Linked DNA regions of Cricetulus griseus: region 1 is linked to region 2. The links are chromatin contacts, called in public Micro-C maps. All regions are on one chromosome and are shown on one strand. Each heading gives the region's core, a stretch centred on a gene start, on an enhancer-like site or on the middle of the called end of the contact. The rest is flanking DNA. Distances are from core to core; before and after follow the strand shown. Region 1 holds the start of LOC113835857 (coiled-coil domain-containing protein 71L-like). Region 2 has its middle 74 kb from the start of Pik3cg.

Evidence for each region. A called contact is a pair of places that touch in the nucleus more often than the background predicts.
Region 1: a Micro-C map of the CHO-K1 cell line shows a contact between it and region 2, with 4 times the contacts expected there. The contact joins the promoter of LOC113835857 here to the enhancer-like site in region 2. A contact is called at or near these places in 3 of 8 Hi-C or Micro-C datasets (the CHO-K1 cell line, fibroblasts and liver).

What each region holds. Positions count from the first base shown.
Region 1 is chr5:169,989,470-169,996,396 of CriGri-PICRH-1.0, reverse strand. It overlaps LOC113835857 (coiled-coil domain-containing protein 71L-like), which reads right to left and starts at 4,795. Exons shown (of 2, transcript XM_027417007.2): 1 at 4,344-4,795; 2 at 3,971-4,341. The coding sequence starts at 4,793. The coding sequence ends at 4,105.
Region 2 is chr5:169,876,712-169,883,469 of CriGri-PICRH-1.0, reverse strand. No RefSeq gene overlaps it. Among named protein-coding and RNA genes, the nearest start is that of Pik3cg, 74 kb to the right of the region's middle. Within about 2 kb of position 2,264, at least 1 of the 6 cell types and tissues checked has open chromatin away from gene starts, as enhancers often do. A contact at or near this core is called in the CHO-K1 cell line, where this site is marked.

The DNA.
Region 1 (6,927 bases), core at 3,546-6,045, 110 kb before region 2:
CTGTAACAAGTCCCAACTCTTGCCCTAGTTATTTCTAGGAAGCTTTACTTTCTTTATGTCATTTCATTTCCCCCAAAAATTACTTCCCCTTAAATTGTAAATTCTAGACCACAATCTGTTCTTGATGCTAAACAAACTAGACATCTGAATCCTCATTACATTATACTTATACTCAGCCTTCATACTTCCAATTAATAGTACTTAAGTCCTTTCGACCGTTACAGTCCCCACCAGTTTACAAATCCCATTTGTTACTGGAGACGCTAAAGCTGTTTATTTACCTAGAATCACCCAGAGTTCCAGACCTTAAAGGACATGATGTCCAGCATGGTAATTCTCTTCCAGGCCATTGCCTTTGCAACCTCCACCTACCAATAGGCACTGGAGTTAATGCAGCCCACACAGTATGTGAGCCTGCCCCTGCTGCAGGTTGCAGATACCCCACTGCAGTCCTGTGGCTGTAATGAAAACTCTGGCACTGTCCTTGTTCTGAGGGTAGTGGGTCTGCTGCCACCAATGGGCATTTTTTTCTTTCACACTATGAAAGAATGGGAACTTAGGCCTTCTATCATCACCCCAGTGGGACCAGGATTCAGAAGCCTGAATTTGGATGCACCTTTTAAAGTTTATTGCAGGCAAACCTGAGTGTGGCTTTGGTTTGAAGCACCAGTCTAGAGACTGACTAAAGAACTGAGAGGCCATAAGAAAAAACACAACACAAACCTTGAGATTTTAGGTTAAAATTCACAAAAGTGTCAAGATTTATCAAATTTTAAATTAAGATGTTTTCCAATTCACATGTAAACATAAAAATCTTATTTTGAAAAACCTTCAGTATCATTAGAAAAGCCAGACACTATATGCTCAAAAATTTATTTACAGTTAATAAGTTAAAAAGCAACACACAACCAAATTGCAAATCTCATTCATATGCACATTAAACGGTTCAGGGGAGAAAAAGTTCAGTTCCATTACAAACAATTGCTTTCTAATGCACTTAAGACATAACAGTTTATCAAAAAATATCTGAACACACCAATAAAGCAAATGTTATGTATGTTCATTAAAAATCACCAATTTAAAGAATGCCATAGCAACCCTTAAAGCAACAACAGAAAAATAAGTTCAAAATTGTGATTTTTTTATTCAAATATTTTTAAAGTTTTTTTATAAAGTTTTTTGAAAAATAGTAGTATTATGTACACATGGCAAATCAACAGGTATGAGCTACCAGCTTAAGTTACACTTGTCCACAGAGTACCGGGACAGACAAAATAAATAGGCACCACAACAGCAGCACTCTGCACTACCAACAACAAAGCTTGCCCTTGAGAAGTAAAGGGAAGCTGCTGGGTGATAGGAAGGAGGACGGAAATGATGAGGTGACCTTGAGGTGCTGGTCACAAGTAGGAACTCAAAAGTCAAAAACTAAATAAAAGCTTAGCAAGGTGATGCAGTTCTTCCCAGCTGACCTCTCTATTTGTGCCATATGAGAGATGAGAGAGAGCAGGAGAACCAATGGGGCGCCTTTAAAAAACCATGCACAAACCAAGCTAGTCTTTCCAGGACAAAACCCAGGCTTCACCTTAAAGGCCACGGGGCCAAGTTTCTTTCCACAGCCTGTCCAAAGGTATCCAGGAAATACCCTCACCTCCTTATAAAAGACTCCCTAATTACATTAGATGTGTCTTCATATTTTTCAAAATTGCAACACAGGTCTTGCTGCAGAAAATCTAGTAAAATAAAGGTTGTATTTTTGAACCATATCAAACTCAGGGTGGGCAACCATATCTAAACTTTAATCAGTTAGATGAATAAGCCAAAGAAACATTTATGCGGAAGGTCAATGTCACTAAAGAGCCAAGTCATAAGAGACACAAATGTCTAAAACCTCAGTAAAAATAAATGCATGGTGTCACCGGTGACATGTCCACTGTGTGCTGAGGAAAGTTATCCTTTCAGTCATGTCTAGTTTCAGAACCCTCTGGGAAGCATCTAGATAAATTCCATGTTGAAATTACATTCTAATATGGCCATTGGATGTATTTCTTAATTGTTATAAAACTATATACAAGTGAAGTGGTACAAATGCATTTTCATCAGGTGCTAGTTAGCTATAAAAGTTAATATATTTTTGGGAAGAAAATCCTATGTATCTGAAATACATTTGGCAATGGAAGCTAATAACCAAGACTGTCTCAGCTTCCCATGACACAACTTAACACTCTCCCTCTGGTAATTATTCACTTTTTATGTACTCAAGTAACAGTGTTTCTAACAATGTATTATCATTGAGCAGTTAATAAAAGATTGAGGCTTGTGGAAAACTGGCATAAAGTCATATATATATATATATACATATATATATATGTATATATATACATATATATATATATATATTTTAACAAAACAAAAACACTAAAGTCAAAACACTCCTTTCATGAACTATTAAACTTAAAATAGATTCAGAAAGCTACGCCATTGGAATCTAGAAACACAAGAGTCAAATGCAGTTGTCATTATTCTAAGAAACTGCTAAGCAGAGATAACCCTTAGCACTGAGGGTTTAACAAGCCCCAGCCCAGTGTGGATGTCCCACGGCAGAACACTGAAATCGGAAATAATAGTGGTAGAAAAACACTATCTGACCCTTTAGGTATTGCAGAAAAAGCTGGCTGTGGCACCACTGGCTAAAAAACCACCAAGTCTTGCTGCCACCAATGACCAAAGGCACTTGGATAATCAAGAACTCCACACTGGGTCATATGGTATACACGCTACTATTATAAAAGTGTACAAGAAGGGTCAGTACTGTGTGGCTCGATTTTTTGATTCCTGTGACCTTTAGCTATCAAAGATTGCAAACAAAATTATGAATGGAAGGAAGGGAAAAAGATTTCATAGACAAAAGTCAACCAATTTTCGTCATTTTCAAAAATACAATAGAATTAGTTTAGGCATTTCTTGTTATCCAACAACAAAGAAATAAAGAGATCTACCCCCCCCCAACAACTTCAACCAGTTATGTGGTACCAAGAAATGCCCCTGCCCCTCCCTATAATCATTCACAGTTCTGAGAATTCTAATGGGTATTCTGTTTATCTGTTTCTTCACAAAGTCCACATGCACGGATCTCTCCTAAACAACTTCCATCTTAGTTCTTTTCCCATTAACAGTCCTGGATTTTATGTTATACCAAGACTTGAGGCCAAATCACCTCCAACTGGATTCCAATTATTCTTGTAGCCAACATAATCTTCAAAATGTATTCACTTTTATCACAAGCCATGTGGTTCCAAAACACTTCAATTTTATTAAATTAAAAAGAATAGAGCAAGTCAACTTTTCCTAAATAAAACTTTTAAAGAATATTCTACCATTTTCTTTAGGAGCTCAGTAAACATAAATGTGAAACTTCAATATAAAACTTTATATATAAACACCTTAACTTTCTTCTTAAACAGTTGTACTTTGCATCTCTTGGTTATCACTGAGCTCGTGAAATTCAAAGCCACACAAATCTCACAATTAACAGTCACAAACTTGAACCTCTTAAAAGACAACCTTGACCAAAGCTTTGGAATCCAGTAAAAATCAGGAAACGAGTGGGCTTCAGAACACCCTGAGCTTACATCAACACAACACCGTGAAGCACAGTCGATCTTCCGTCCAGAAAGTGGGGCTGACAGTCCAAAAGAAAACAGGAGAGGGAGAATAAAGAGCAAGTAGAATTCTGGCTTTATTACGCAAGCACGAAAACAAATTCCTTTGGAGAAAGAAACAAAAATGCTAAGTCTTCGGAGGCCTTCCAGACCTGTGAGGTAGAGTCCGAGAGGGAGAAAACGCAGGTGTCCCTCCAGTTCTGGAGACGTCTCCATCAGGGGTGGGAAGCCGAGGGACCTGTGCCGCCCGGGTCGGGCGGTGCCGGGTGGCCGCGGGCGCGGGGCGGTACCTGTTCGCGGCGCCGCACCGCATCCGGGCCTCGTTCGCGCATAAAGTGCACCAAAGGGGCCGGTTCTGTAAACATTCGACTGACGGGAGTCCGTTCTGGCGCCGAAGCTCGCTGGCTCGCTGGCTCGCTGGCTGGCTGGCTCGCTCGCTGGCTCACGCCCGGGGCACCGGGAAGCGGCGCAGCCTCACCACGGGGTCCAGGTCCACTCGCAGCACTTGGCTCGCCCTGCGCCGCGCCACCGCCAGGCTGCGCTCGCCCCACACGTCGTCGCCGACGCGGATGGTCGGGAAGCTGGTCAGCGTCGGGGTGGCCGCCCTCCAGATCTCCTCCAGGGTGCGGCCCCCAAAGCAGGACGCGGGCGGCCCGGGCTCGGCGGCGGCGGAGGCGGCGGCGACGGCGGCGGCTGCGGAGGCGGCGGCGGGCGCGGCCCCAGGGTGCCGGCGGCCGCCCGGGCTCCACGGCGCCTCCTCCTGGGCGTGGGGCGCGGGCGCGGGCGCCGCGCGGGGCGGCCAGCGGGCGCCGGGAGGTCGGGCACCAGCGCCCGGCATGAGGAGTAGCCATAGACGTCCTTGCTGCGCAGGATGTGCGGGGAGAACTGGTGCTTGAGGCTGCAGAGGAAGCTCCAGAGCTCCGCCTCCGAGCTCATGAACTCCGTGCTGCTAGGCATGAAGAGCTTGAAGGCGTCGCCCAGCGCCTCGGTGCTGCCGGCCAGCGACAGCTGCGACCGCGAGTACACCACCTTCTCCTCCAGCGCCTGCAGCCCGGCGCCGCCGTCCGCTCCGTAGCCGCCGCCCCAGGCGGCCCGGGGCCGGCGCCGCCGCCGCTTCACGCCGCGTCTCATCGGAGTCCCGCGTGCCGTCGCCCGCTCGCCCGAGACCCGCGCTGCGCTCCGCTCCGCTCTGCGCCGCGCCGGCGCCGCCCGCCGCTGGGCCGCCCGCCCGCCCGGCGCCGCTCGCCCGCTCGCCCGCTCGCCGCTCTCTCCTTGCCCGCCGCCCCTCCCCTCGGGGCGGAGGACCCGCTGGCTGTCCTGCCGCCCGGCTCAAGATGGCGGCGGCGGGCGCCCACCCCGGGGCTTTGTCATTGGACGGCGCCCGCCCCCTCCCCGGGCTCCCCTTTCTTCTCCTCTCGCCTGCTTTCGCCCGCCCGCCGCCTTTCTTTAAATGGGCCCGCCTTAGTCTCCGCCCACCGCCGCCCCGGCTCCACCCATTGGGTGCTCTCAGAAAGAGGGGCGGGGACTTCTGGGGAAGAGGCCAGTTCCTGGAAAATGGTGCCTGGGCTGGGTGATGGGGATGGCCCTGGAAGGCAGGCCAACCCTGGGCGGGTGGGTCCCTTGGGGTTGGTTGCCCTGTCTAGAGTAGGAGGTGGGCACGAGCTCCGCATTTGGGGGTGAAGTGGGTGGCCGTGCTGCTGTGGGTCGAGCTGGAGAAATCTACCAGTCCATGTAGCAAAGACTTTTTTTTTTTAGTGTCATACAGATTTTTGTATTTGAATTAGAAAAATATTGTTTTACATGTCAATCCCAGTTCCCTCTCCCTCCCCTCCTCCCCTACACCCCCCCAACTAAAACCCTACTATTACATATCCTTTCTGCTCCCCCTGGGGGGTGAGGCCTTCCATAGGGGGTCATCAGAGTCTATCACATCCCACCCCCGTGTGTCTTGGCTCAGGAAGGAGTATTCCTCTATGTGGAGTGGGCTCCCAAAGTCCACACCTAAGTAGCAAAGACTTGATGTGTCACAGCCAAGAGATGTGGGTCTGAAACTATAGACCATGGGCTTCTCGTGAATCCCTCCTAAGTCCTTTGGCATCTTCACACTTTTTGCCTCTCTTGACCCCACCTTTCTCAAGAAAACAGTAAGCTTCAGGCATTTGTGGCAGCTTCTTTGAGGGCAGTGGAGTCCTCTTGACATATTTAGGAGATATTGGCCATTGGGAAAGCAGACTACTGTATGAAACTAAATAGCCTGCCCAAGTTGGACAAAGAACGATGGCAACAAAGATATTCTGCTTAAAGAAAATATTCTTATTTTAAATATATATTTTTATCAGTGCTATCTCATATTTCATTTGGTTTTAAATTGCCCACTTGCAGCACCATTTCTATCCTTGATGAAGCATTCCACATACTCAGTAAGATTCTATTGAGAAGACGTATCCTGAAGGACGAATTACCTTTTGTTTGGAGGACAATTAGTGAACATTTTTTTGGTCATTTTTTCTATCTACAGTGAACTCCGAATAATAGGCACTGGATGCATACCGAATGAATGTGTGCAATAGCACTGACTATTGGAAATGGAGTGAAGTACTGAAATTGCTTAGAACAAGACAATTATATATTTTACATGTATATTGCAATTTTCTTTGAGGTCCTTTAAACTTCATTATTCCTCATGCTGGAGATCAAACCCAAAGTCTCACACATCCTCTGATAGCACACTGCTACTGAGTTATACCTCCAGCCCACAAGATTTCTTTAAAATGTTTAAGGTTTAAAAAATGTGTGCCGATACTTAGAACATTTTTCAGTGAGCATCTTATTTTGCAGCAGTGAATACAGTGCAGAACTTTTGTGGTTTACATACAATTCCTTTAAATATTTGAGCTTAGAGATATCTAGTTCATTCTCCTGTGTCACAGATGAGTAAGTTTAGACCATAGGAGTTCATTAATATAGCTTGCTAATAGCAGGATGGGTTCTGTAGGTCTTTGTGTTCCTAATCTAGAAATCTTTATATTTCATGGGTGGTTTTTCACACTGGGCTCTTCTAACTCAATAGAAATTCTTTATACATTTTCAGTTGGGTGACCAGGGACGTAGTTGTACCCTTGTTCATACTTCTCACCCACAGTTGATCAGTTTTAATCTGCTCTATGATGGACATGGATAATATGTTTGAGCCACATAACATTTTGTTTAGTTTCAATAAAAACAAAAAAAGAATAAACTTGCTTTCCTACAACAAAGCACATAT
Region 2 (6,758 bases), core at 1,015-3,514:
CCCTGAGTGACACACTTCCTCCAACAGGGCCACATCTACTCCAACAAAGCTACACCTCCCAATATCACTCCCCAAGCATCCAAATATGAGTCTACAGGGGCATTATTATTCAAACCACCACAGTGGCTGAACCTCTTACTGCACTCATTGATCCATAGCACCCATTTATTTATCTACTCTTTCTCCAGTCCAGTGCCTTCTCTATTTTTTCCTGGATGGACTGTAAAGGTTGAAGGCATAGTATTCCAGACTTCTCTTGGTTTGGCACAATGTCTCAATGAATCTCAGAGTCCAGAAAGCTGAAAATTATATTTCCCTTATTCTCATAGTTTGTCTTGTTTTTTGAAATAGGGTCTCATGTAGCCCGGGTTAGCCTCAAACTTGCCATGTATCCAAGTGCGATGTTGGATCCTCACCCCCTCGCCTAGGTCTTCCAGGTGATGGGCCTAATTTGGTTTCAAGTGAAACTTAGAGTTGGCCGATTGGATGCATCAGCGCACGTTTCTACTGGCAGGCACCTCTGGAACTGGTTCTCTCTGCCGCTGAGTGAACAGAGGTCTCAGTGCCAGTCACTTCTGTTGCGGATGTCATGAATCCACAGGGCATTGTTTTCCTGGTGCAGATTGCAGCAGGGCCTCAGGAACACAGCAGGAAGCAGTATTGACAGCTTCCTGCTCGCAGCAACATCCTCACCAGGACTCTGATACAGCAGGCACAGCAGCTGCCATTTTGCAGTGTGGTTTTCAGAGTCATTTCTGAAAGTGCCATCTAGTGTCTGGTCCTCAGTACACTCTCATATTTCTACAAGCTTCTTGTATTAACATCCCAAGGACCAGACACCAGTACAAGCAGTTTTTAAAACTTATGGCTTTAGATTTTTCTATAAACAAATAACTGAGCTGGACATGGGAGCGTGTGTCTCAATAGAAGTACTCAGGAGGGTGAGGCAGGTTGATTGTGGGTTTGAGGTCACCCTGGGCAACCTACTGAGACTCTGTTAAGGAGGGGAGAGAGGGAGAGAGGGAGTGAGGAGGGAAAAAGGAAGGGAGGGAGGGAGGAAGTTGCCTGTTTTATTGTACAAACTTTAGGCTGTCTGTGTGGTTTCGCTTAGTCATTCCTAGGTTAATGTTCTCATTTCTGTGACCCAAGAGAACTAATCTCTGTGTCGATATTCTACCCAGAAAGATGTACAGGAAACCGTATATTTTGAAGTCGTGAACAAAAAGTTACACCATTGGCCAGAACAGAGTCTAGTGGCCACACTTCATTGCTTGGAATGGTAAACCTTTTTAGAGTGATCCCTGCCTCTTGAAATTTCTCAGAGAATGTCCTGCACGAGAAAGGGGAAGACCTCTATATGTTCTTACATCTAACTTTGGACTGTGGGGGTCAGCAGCACCGACTCAGAGTGCCCCACCAAGATCTGTTTCTCTTGGAAGCCAGAGAGCTACCCCAGGCTTTGAAGACGACACAGCATTGCCTGGCTCACCTCTTTCAGCCCAGTTTTTAGCAAACAAGGCTTAAAGGAAGCAGGGTTGTCTAGGGAGTTAATTTCTCGAGGTCGCCACCTTGTGGTGATAATGGGGTATAAGAATTCGAGGACCTTGCTCTGGCTCACTTCCCTGGTAACTGGGCTCTTCCTCCAGCTTACATGGCTCCGGTTTTCCTGTGGCCACTTTCCCTCACTCTTTATTTCCGGCTCTCCCTTCTCTTCTTTCGTTCATTGCAGGGGCTTACATTGCCAGGTTCGCACGCCAGCACTTTGTCCTTGGTTGTGTTTTCAGGAAGTCTGGGTTTGAGTGGCAGATGCTCTAAGAAGAGCACATTCCCCATTCTCTGAAGCAGGACACCTACTTCATTAATTCGCTCATCACTTCTTTGGCTCCTGTGGGCATTTAACTTTGCGGGCTCTTAACCTGTGCTCTTTTTGCTTCCAGCTGCAGAAGTCTGCATTCGTAAAAAGTTCACAGTTCTTCCCTGTAATAAGCAATTACTACCGCTGATCAGCTGCTTCTCATTCTCTTCGGTTTTTTTCCCCGTTTATCTGTTTACTTATTGTGTGTTGTGTGCTCCTTGTGCTCAAAGGACAGCTGCAGGAGGTGATTCTCCCCCTCCTCCTTGTGGGTTCTGGAACCTCCTTGTCTCCCTGGCCCTCCCTTGTTTTGTATTTGGGGATGTCCACCAGGTTTTTTTCCATTCTTGCAAACATTGCATCACCATCACCTCTAGCCCAGTCTACATTAGCCTACACCCTAGGAATGTGAGCCTGATAAACCGGTGCTGCTGGGTGGAAGTACTTCAACAGTCTGTGAACTAGATTCCTTACTCAGTGGCAGCAAGCTCTGTGAAATTTAGGAGACCTCCAGTTGTTAGCATTCAGGCCTTAACTCCGGCCTGCCCTTATGGTCTTCTACTGCAGCCACCGAGAGCACTCCTTGTGTGCATGCTCTTGGCAGTACTCAGGCATTCACACTGGCCAGCCCTAAGGGGTCCTGTGCATGCCCTACACCCCTTATAAAAAGTAGGCCCCTCCTGCGTTCTCCGGTCCTCTGGTCCTGGAGACCTCTTCTGTCGTCTTCTCCCCCACCCCCAATAGTTAGTTCTGTTGTATGGTGTAACTTTCCTTCCTCACCACAGCGCTGAAAGTAGAACAGTCACAGCAGTTTGTCCACTGTGTTTTATCACATTGTTTGTTATTCTCCTGACAACCAGTTTCCCTCTCATATTCGAAATTCATACAAGACGCACAGTCCTGGCGGTATGCTTCAAGAGTAACAGGGACTTCTGTCCATGTAGACAAAAAGTTAGAGCAAACATGAGTCTCCTGTCTTCCTGCTCTTGTGCACTGTATCGAATAAGAACTGAAGGAGTGGGTAACCTTCAGTCCTTCCAGACTGCAGGACAAATACTCTGAGCTTTCCTCACGTAGTAAATGCTGACCTCAGGTTTGTCACATAGAGCCTCTATTGTGTTTAAGTCTGTTTTCTATTCCTGGCTTATTCTGGAATTGTATCATGAAGAGATGTTGAACTTCGCCAAAGGTGTTACTTGCATTGGTTGAGATGATCGTGTTTTTTGTTTCGTTTTCTATTTTGGTCTTTATCTCAAGTCTATGTATATGCTGTTTTATACATGTTGGTCTGCCTATGTTCAACCATTTCAGGATGAAAACAACTTGGTCACAGTATATGATTTTTTTTTAACTTTTATTGATTCTTTGAGGATTTCACATTGTGTATTCTGATCCTACTCATCTCCCTGTCTCCTCGAATCTGCCCTTGAAAACTCCCCCACCCAAATCAAAACCAAAAACCAAACCATGAAAACAAAAAAAAGGAAGAAGAAAAACCTTTGTCAATGAGTCACAATTTACCCTTTAGTCCATTATCTTTTCTTGGAAATGAGGGTTCATTGCCACAAGTCATTGTTCGGGCTCGAGGTCTCTGGTTTCTGCTCTCCCTGGGGCTTCTCTTGGATACCCTGTTGTTGCCCTGTGTCACGGAGATCCTGCTGTTTTGGATGTGTAGGTTCATCCCCTTCACATAGATGAGGTAGATGTCGGGGCGGGCCAACTCGTAGCCCCGGGCATGGGTTGCAGCTAGCTTGTCAGCCTGCCAGCTTTTTCCTCCTCATAACAGCCCAGGTGAGCTCTCCAGCAGTGCCTAAGCTAGCTCACCCAATGCAGCCTCCAACAAACATGGATTATGAATCATGAAATATGAATCATGAAATATGAATTATGATAATGAATGATAGAATATGAATTATGAAACATCAATTATGAATATGAACTATGGAATATGAATTTTGAAATATGAATTATGAAATATGGTCTACAAAATATTGCTTATGAAATATAAGCATGAAACATGAATTATGAAATATGAAGTGATTATAAATCGGGGAATATGAATTTTGAAATGTGAATTATGAAATATAAGGTATGATTTATGAACTATTACTTATGAAATAATTATGAATTATGAAATATGAAATATGAAACATCAATTATTAATCATGAAGCATGAATTATGAAATATGAATCATGACATATGAATTATGAAATATGGAGTATGAATCATGAAATATGAATTATGAAATATGGACTATGAATCATGAATTATGAATCATGAAACATGAAATGTGGATTATGAATTGTGGAATATGAATTTTGAAATATTAAATATGATTCGTGAAATATGAATTCTGAAATATGATATGTGAATTATGAAGCATGAAATATGATTTACAAAATATGAATCATGAAATATGAATTATGAATCAAAATGTGAATTATGTCTTATGAATGATAAGGTGTGAGCTAGGACACTGTGCATGTGTGTGCTGGGACACTGTGAAGTGAGTGCCGTGCGTTAGGCTTAGGGTTAGACCCTATTTCAAAACAACTTCTAAAAGCTCCCCCTGTGACCTCCCCACCTGTGCTGTGGTACTTTCACACACACACACCCCACACACACACAATAAATGAATAATTTTGAAAGTGTCACAAAGCATGCATGCTATCTCACAGCCTGCTTTCCATTTCATAATAAAACAGTGCAGATGTTTTTTCTACATCAATCGATACAGGATTGGCTGAGTGTCTAGCACTACAGTTTCCTAATATGAGACCTCTGTGTCTTACCCAAGCATTCCTGCGCTGCTCCAGATTTGCTGCTTGCACTGTTATTTGCCATCATGTTACACACTGGTTGCCATGGCCTCCCAGTTCGCATATTCCAAGCACCTTCTGAGGAGCTCACATCTGTCTGTGGCTGTGAGCATGGAGGGCCAGATAGATTGGCAGGAGCTGGTCGTCTGGATTTCCCCACAGAAGACAGTCCTATTTCTCTCTACATGAGTTCAGGTTCCTTGTCTCTGAATTTCATTGGATTGACTCCCCTGCAAGGTCATGATTAAGAATACCAAAATGAGAGAATCTTGAGCAAAAAACGCTTTTAGGAGAGTTTTCTTTTCCCTCATTATTATCATGGACACTTCAGATCTATTTTGTGGGGGTCTGAAATCAAGCTGCTCCTGTGTCCTGAATGCCCATTAATACCAATTTATGGTCCCCCATGACAACTTTATAAGTCACTCCACTTGTTATACTCATAAATTCTGACTTTAGACCCTACCTGGTATCTTTAGGAAGGCTCTCCACTATATCTGAGCTTGGCTTAGATTCTTATTCTGCTTTCTCTGTCAATTTATATGTTGATCCTGTCTGATTTCTAACTTCTAGGACTTTGTCAGATTGTCTGGTCTAGCCCATACTGTCTCTTCCTCGACTGTGACATCATCCTTTTATGTATTTTTCTGCACATGGAAGTTAAAACAACTGATCTCACGGGAGTAGAGAGTAAAAGTGGTCACTAGAGGCCAGATGAATTGGGAGGAGAGAATACAGAGTTGTAAAAAGGGAAACATGTTTCACAGAGCAGCGGGGAGAATGTAGTTTATTTACTATATATTTCAAAATAGCTGCACACACATAGTGACAAATAACTAGGGGATAGAAACATTGATTGCCATGGTTTGATAATTACATGTTCCACACCAATCACATGCTTCATACTGCACCCACAAGTGTGTATAATCATTGTGTGCTTATTGATTTTGTTCATTTAAGAATTTTTCTGAACTTTCAATTGGGACTAAAAAGAAAAGAGGAGCTTCTGAAGTCCTCAGTTTGCCATCTTGAATCGGGTGAATTACTAACTTCTAATTAAAAAAAAAAAAGAATTCACCTAAAATATGTAATCAATATGTGAATCTTCTTGTAAACTTTTCTATATGTATGCAGACTAAACTTCACACACACCTCCTTGCCTGCCAGTCCTCCCTTCTAAAGACTTCACAAGCATTGCTGCATTTCAAGGCTGGAATGATGGCTCAGCCATTAAGAAGCCAGACTACTCTCTAATGGAGCCAGGTTTGATTCCAACACCCACATGGCAGCCCATAACCACCTGCAACTCCAGTCCCAGGGATCTAATGCCATCTTCTGGCCTCCTGGAACACTGTAAACACATGGTACACAGACATACTTGTAGGCTAACATTCTGCATACCATAACAAAAATTAATTGAAATAAATAAAGTTCCATGAGCAGTAGTCCAGATCCTTTGTCTACATATACACTCTACCTGTTGGCTTGAGGTCAATGAGATCCCACTGTAAGTGCTGTTTTGACATTTTTCGCATACAAAACTTGCTAAAGCTATTTCCATTTGATGGATAGTTTTCTGCAATTTAAATGGCTACATGGTACTCCATAACACAGATTCCCTGCCTTTTATTAAATGATAAATGGGTACTTCTTTGTTTCTCCATTTTAAAATGTTATTAGCATGTATTAATTACCTACAGGATGGATTTCACTACTATTTTCATGCATGCACCCCACTCCAATGACCTTCTCATGAATGAAGTCAATGAACTCCTTCATGACTGTGTGTTTGTAACCCAATGGGTTAAATTAGGGTAGCTTATTACAAGAGTGAGAGGGAGGAAGGAGGGAGAGAATATGAAAGACTTACCAACTTACTGAGGATTCTGTAGCTCTGGCTGGCCCAAGACTCCCTTTGTAGACCAAGCTTGACTCAAACTTGCAGCACACCCCTGCTTCTGCTTCCCAAGTGCTAGGATTACAGGCTGTGCCACCATCCAGATTGTCACCTACATTTCATTCTCCACATGTTATGTGGTGTCCCTCCACTTACTCAGGGTCTTTTTTCAATAGTTCCAGTAAGTTT